Regions from separate parts of the Sus scrofa genome. Here region 1 is linked to region 2. A link is a contact called in public promoter capture Hi-C data. All regions are on one chromosome and are shown on one strand. Each heading gives the region's core, a stretch centred on a gene start, on an enhancer-like site or on the middle of the called end of the contact. The rest is flanking DNA. Distances are from core to core; before and after follow the strand shown. Region 1 holds the start of ST6GALNAC6 (alpha-N-acetylgalactosaminide alpha-2,6-sialyltransferase 6). Region 2 holds the start of CDK9 (cyclin dependent kinase 9).

What was found. Promoter capture Hi-C pulls out the DNA fragments that hold promoters and counts their contacts.
Region 1: a promoter capture Hi-C map of liver shows a contact between it and region 2, with 2.8 times the contacts expected there. The contact joins the promoter of ST6GALNAC6 here to the promoter of CDK9 in region 2. A contact is called at or near these places in 2 of 5 promoter capture datasets (fetal skeletal muscle and liver), 2 of 47 Hi-C or Micro-C datasets (blood and epiblast stem cells) and 1 of 2 datasets of contacts at active chromatin or transcription factors (skeletal muscle).

What each region holds. Positions count from the first base shown.
Region 1 is chr1:268,382,151-268,384,953 of Sscrofa11.1, forward strand. It overlaps ST6GALNAC6 (alpha-N-acetylgalactosaminide alpha-2,6-sialyltransferase 6), which reads right to left and starts at 1,409. Exons shown (of 8, transcript XM_021069422.1): 1 at 1,369-1,409; 2 at 245-352. The coding sequence starts at 1,394.
Region 2 is chr1:268,275,677-268,278,454 of Sscrofa11.1, forward strand. It overlaps CDK9 (cyclin dependent kinase 9), which reads left to right and starts at 1,407. Exons shown (of 7, transcript NM_001166044.1): 1 at 1,407-1,498; 2 at 1,963-2,044. The coding sequence starts at 1,407.

The DNA of each region.
Region 1 (2,803 bases), core at 159-2,658, 110 kb after region 2:
ACTCCTGCCTTTTTGTTCCCGAGGCTTTGAAATAAAGCAACATTCCTTGTAGGGTCCCAAATTCCTCAGCGCTTACACCCTTCTGGGTCTCGCATACAGTGGTCCCTCTGACTGGGACACCCACCAGTACCCTGCTCAGGCAACTCATCCTGCAAGCCTAGGGTGGGCCAGAATGTCCCGTGTGCCACCTCCCCGATGGGCTGAGAGCTCTCTGAGGGCGCAGGCGGCACAGGGCCTCACTCACATTCTCCACTGTGCTCCAGGGCCCTGGAGATGGATGCAGGAGGACCACTGAAGGACTTCGTTGTTGGTTATTTTTTTCGTTTTGACTTCGCTCATTATTAAGTAAGATCTTGGGGGTTAAGGGCTCAGAGTCATCTGTCCGATGGCTATAATCACAGCCCCACCCTCAGAGGCGGGGGGCGGGGGGGGGCGGTGTCTCTGGGGACCAAGCAGCCTTGGGTAGCCTTTCCCTCGTGCCCCAGCCCCAGGGGCCTCGGTCACCTCTGCTCCTCCCTCCCCAAAAGACCCCGCCCCCCAATCCACGCAGGGCGCAACTTCTCTGCAGATCTCAATGTCCCCACCTGTCAAAAGGGAGAAAGTACTTGTGTCCAGCCACCTCCAGCAGAATCGAGGCCAGAAGCCACTAAGAGAAGGAGAGCACCAAGAGGGAGAAACTGGGGCCCAGGGGCTCCCCAGCTTCGTCCTCCCCTCCGAGGCCTCCCAGCTCCCGCCACTATCTCCGCCCCCTGACCTAGCAGCTGTTTACTCCTACGCTGTCACCAGGAAGAGCCGGAGAACCCCAGGCCAAAGGAGGTGCCCCCACGCCACTCCTGATTGGTTAGGCCCTAGCCCCTCCCACTGCCCAACCCCGCCCCCTCTCCTGGGACCCCCCCCCCACCGCCTCCAAGCCCTGCTTCAGGTTTCGCTGCAGCCAGACTTCAAAGCCAGTCGGGGAGGCCCCGCGACTTTCATCGGCGACTCTCATCGGGTCCGGTCCCTGCGGTCCAGATCAGGAAACTGAGGCTCATCAGAAGGGAGGTGCGGCGTGTCCTTGGTCTCATAGCCCCTTAGGGCAAAAGTCGTCCAGAATCCCTGGGTCCCCCATCTGCCCGGACGCCTCTGGCATTCCAGCTGCCTCTCTGAGCTGAGCCTCCTCTCTCACTCCCTTTCCTTCACTAAGCTCCCAGACACACCAGGAGCACTCCAGTTCCCAGGCCCAGCCCCCACTTGCCCACCTTTGCCTGAGCAGTGCCCTCAGCCAGGGCCACTGTACCCTTGGTCGGCCCCATCACAGTCCTGCTCTGAGTAGGCCGTGATCAGTACAGCTTCTCAAGTTCAAGTGGGAATCCCGGTTCCACCACTTACTGGCTGAGGGGCCTCGGACAAGCCATGGGACCTCTCTGAGCCTCAGTTTCCTCATCTGTGAAATGGAATAATAAGAATAGGTAACTCACAAGGTTGTTAGGCTTCAAGCAGATATGGCAAGGGTTTGAAAGTGCTTGGTCAGTGCCAGCCACTGTTAGTTTTCTGGTTATTCATTGTTCAAGGCCTGCCTGTCCATGAGCTTGCCCCAATCCTCTGATGCCTAGCCGGGAAACTTCCCTCTAATATCAATGAAGGCCGAGCCCTTGCTAAGCACCACCCACTCACTGAGTCTTCCTGGTAATTCTGCACAGTAGGGGCTCTTATCCCCACTTCACAGACGAGAAGACTGAGGTTCAGAGAGCAGAGCACTGTCCAGAGCTTGCTGGGGAACCTTTTTCCTGGTCCCAGGGTTGAGCCTGACCAGATCTCCCTCAAGGATCCCTCAGGGCTGGAACTGACCAGACGCCACGACTGTGCGCCCAGCCCCCGGCCCAGCAGCAGGGAGCAGGCGTGTTGGGGAGCAACTTGCTCAGGCTAGGGAGGCTGCAGCCCAGAGCTCTGAGCCAGAAGCGTGGTCTCGGCCCCAAGGTGGGCCGCGCCGAGGGGCTGAATCATGGGCTAACCGGTGGGGGCCACACCCTGCCCTCTGTTTGGGGGCTTTGCTTCTCCTAGCTCAGGGAGTCCTGCAGGGTCAGGACACCCCGATGAGCCGCGTGGGAGGAGAGCTCCCCGAAGTCGGGGGAGGGGAGCTCCTATTTCCAAATGGGGGGGGCCCGAAACCGTGGGTCCACCTGGGAGGGGGGCGACTCACCCTCTGCGCACCGACTCCCCTGACCTCCCCCCCAGCTCCAGCACTCTGGGGAGTCCAGAGCTCCAGCCTCAGCTGGGGAGAGAAGGGAGGCAGGAAGGCGGCAGGGTCTCCGAGCTCTAAGGGGGAAGTCAGCGGCAGGAGGCCCCGCGAACCCCACGACAGCCCTTGGGCGCGAGGGCCAGGATCTCCAGGCGCAGTTGCCAAGAGTGAGTGGGTCTAAAGGAGCCCCGGGGGCCCCCGCATCAATCTCCATCCTCAGCGGCTCCCGACCCCCCACACCAGGGGCGCTGACAGCGCCCCCTTCCCGCTGCCCGCCCCCGCGCGGCGCCCGCTCACCTCCCCGGGGGAGCGCCCGGCCCCCGGCGGCCCCCGAGCCCCCTCACGTGGCGCCGGGAGCCGAGAGCCGGGGTCCGCGCTCCTCTGGCCGCCCAGGCCCCGCCGCAGCCCCGGCCCGCCGGGTCCTAGCGCCGCCGCTCGCCGCTGGGGCCCAGGCCTGGGAGGCAGGCGGAGCCTTGAGGGGCCGCGGATGGCTCCGCCCCCGGGCGGTGCAAGCGGGGAGTGGGTGAGCGAGGCGACCCCGGGTCCCCGGGCACCGGAGCGCCTCGATTACGCCTCTGGGCAGCC
Region 2 (2,778 bases), core at 157-2,656:
ACTGTAAATAGCCTGAGTCAGAGAATCCTTTTCAAATTCAGACAGACAAGGTTCGAGTCCCAGCTTTGTCACTGTGTAACCTCGGGCAAATGATTTCACCTCTCTGAGCCTCGATGTGCTCTTCTATAAAATGGGTTAGTGACCCTAACTTATGGGGCTGTTGATTCAGGATTCCGCAGGAATGCCCAGCACTTGCTGAACACACAAGGGTTGTCGAATAAATGCTGGCTACTTTTGTGACTACCGACCCAGGCACGACCATCTTGGGCACAGCTCAGCTGGGACGGGGGTCCTGGGCCTCATCCCTGCCTCCCAGAGAATAGGGGGCCCGGGAGTTGCTCGCTTGCCGCCTCCAATGTCGCCGCGCCCCCTGGCGGCCATCGGTTGCCATATCAACGGCGGCCGGCGGGGGCCCGGAGAGGCGGGCGGTGGGGGCCGTTCTCTCCTCTCTGGACCCGAGGCTGCTTCCTCGGCGCCTCCCTCCTTTGCCTGTAGGGGGGCACCCGGAGCTGGGAAGGAAGGGGTTCCCTGAAGCTGCTGGCATGTGTGGGTAAACTGAGGCACGCGGCGAGTCGCCCAGCAGCCAGGTGTGGAGCGCGGGGCCCCACCTCCGAAGGCGGAGGAGGGGCCGCGGGCGGTGACGCGCCGAGGGCGGCGGGCGGACAGCGGGCGGGCGGGCGGCAGTGGCGGCGGCGGCGGCGGCGGCGGCAGCGGCGGCAGGTGCGGCCGCGAAGGGTGGGAGGGAGGAGGGAGGGGGCGGGCGGAGGGGGAGGGGAGGGCGAGGCCGGGGCACCTCCCCCTTTATAACGCGCCCCCTCCCGGGCTCTCGGGCCGCCTCCTCGTCGGCTCTTTCCGTCTGGCCCCCTCGTCCGGCCGCCCCGGGCCCGGGCCCGGCCAGGGAGCCCCCAGGCCGAGGCTTGGGGGGCGCCCCCCTCCCGCCGCCCCGCGCAGCCTGGCGGAGGCGGCGCCGTCGGAGGAGGAGGAGCAGGGCACTGCGGCTGGCCCCGGATCGGGCGCCAGAGCGGCAGCGGCTTCGGCAGCAGCGGCGGCCCGAGCCGATGCAGCGGGACGCACCACCCCGAGCCCCAGCCCCGGCGCCCCGGCTCCCCGCGCCCCCGATCGGGGCCGCCGCCAGCACTGGCGGCGGCGGAGGCGGGGGCAGCGGCGGTGGCGGAGGCGCCTCTGCAGCTCCGGCTCCTCCTGGCCTCCCGGGAACTACAAGTCCCAGGGGGCCTGGCGGCGGACGGCGGACGGAAGAGGCGGGGTCGGCGCCGCGGGGCCGGAAGTGGCCGTGGAGGCGGAAGTGGCGCGGCCGCGGAGGGGCCTGGAGCACGGCGGCGGGACCCGGAGCGGGAGCGGCGGCGGCAGCGGCGGCTGGAGGTGGCGGCGGCGCACTGGAGGCGGCCATGGCAAAGCAGTACGACTCGGTGGAGTGCCCCTTTTGTGATGAGGTGACCAAATATGAGAAGCTCGCTAAAATCGGCCAAGGCACCTTCGGGTAAGGCTGGGCCCCCAGGGACCAGGAGCCCTGAGCCTGCACCCCTCTGGACCGATGTCGAGACGCCCAGGCCCGTGTCCAGTTGGTTGGGAAGCCACCTAGCCGCAAACTTGTCCCCTGGTCTCGCTAGGCCGCACCGCAGCCCGCCCGTGCCTGACCGAGCCGGCTGGCGGGGAGGAGCCTGAGGCCCTTGATGGGAGGCAGGGAGGGGTTGCAGAGAGGAGCCTGTGAGTGGAGCGGGATCTCTCCCAGCAGCGGCGCCTGGGTGAGGAGAAAGGGCAAAGGGAAGGAAATAGAGGCTCGGAGAGGGACCGAAGATACCGCGCGTTGGTGTAGCCGAGGGCCCTCTGTACCCGGCCCAGCCCCGCCCGGGATTCCCTTTCCTGCCCTCCTCTGGTGGGGGCGGGGCGGGCCCTGCGGAAACGGCCTCAAGAGTCCTCTTGGGTCCCCCTTTCGGCCTGCAGGGAGGTGTTTAAGGCAAAGCACCGCAAGACCGGCCAAAAGGTGGCTCTGAAGAAGGTACTGATGGAGAACGAGAAGGAGGGGGTGAGTACGGGGCGGGTGGGCAGGCCTGCTAGGTCCCTTGGGCAGAGGTTGGGTTTCCACCCTGCTTCTGGGACTTTCATGCTGAGGTTGAATTTATGTGTTTAGGAATTTCTGTGTTCTATGGAATCTGACTTTCAGGTTAAATCTTTTAATTCAAATGTTTTAAAGAGTTTGATGTTTCATTCTCAGGTGCACGTGGTTGGTGCCAGGAGGGGGAGCTCATGCTTGCACTGAGTGCACCCTGGTTCCTGAAGTTAGGAAGTTTTTAAACACTTTTCCTTTGGGCTTTACTTTTGTCGAATGTTTAAAAAAAAAAATCATATGTCATAGCCCTAAAAGAGTAACTGGTATTCAATTGAAATGCTCCCCCCCCCATCGTAGCTCTAGTCCAGTTTCCCAAAGACCTGCTTCTTTATTTTTTGTCTTGTTAACCATGTAACAGGTTAAACACGGGTGCAGAGCTCTACATTATGAGTTTAAAGAAACCGTGCAGCATTTAATGGCTAGTCATAAAGCATTTGTGTGAAGTAGCAAAACTTCAAGTCATCGTCTGAAACCAGCTCCCGAAGGGGTACTTTCTACTAGTATGCCCGTGTTCTAAATATGGCATCTGAGGCAGCTCATTTCAGAGCCCACGATTTGACTCTGTCTCCCAACCTTCGACCCTTACTGTGGATCCCATGGCCAGTTCCTGGGTCAGTAGTGTGCTCTCCCGCTCTTGACCTCCTTGTCTT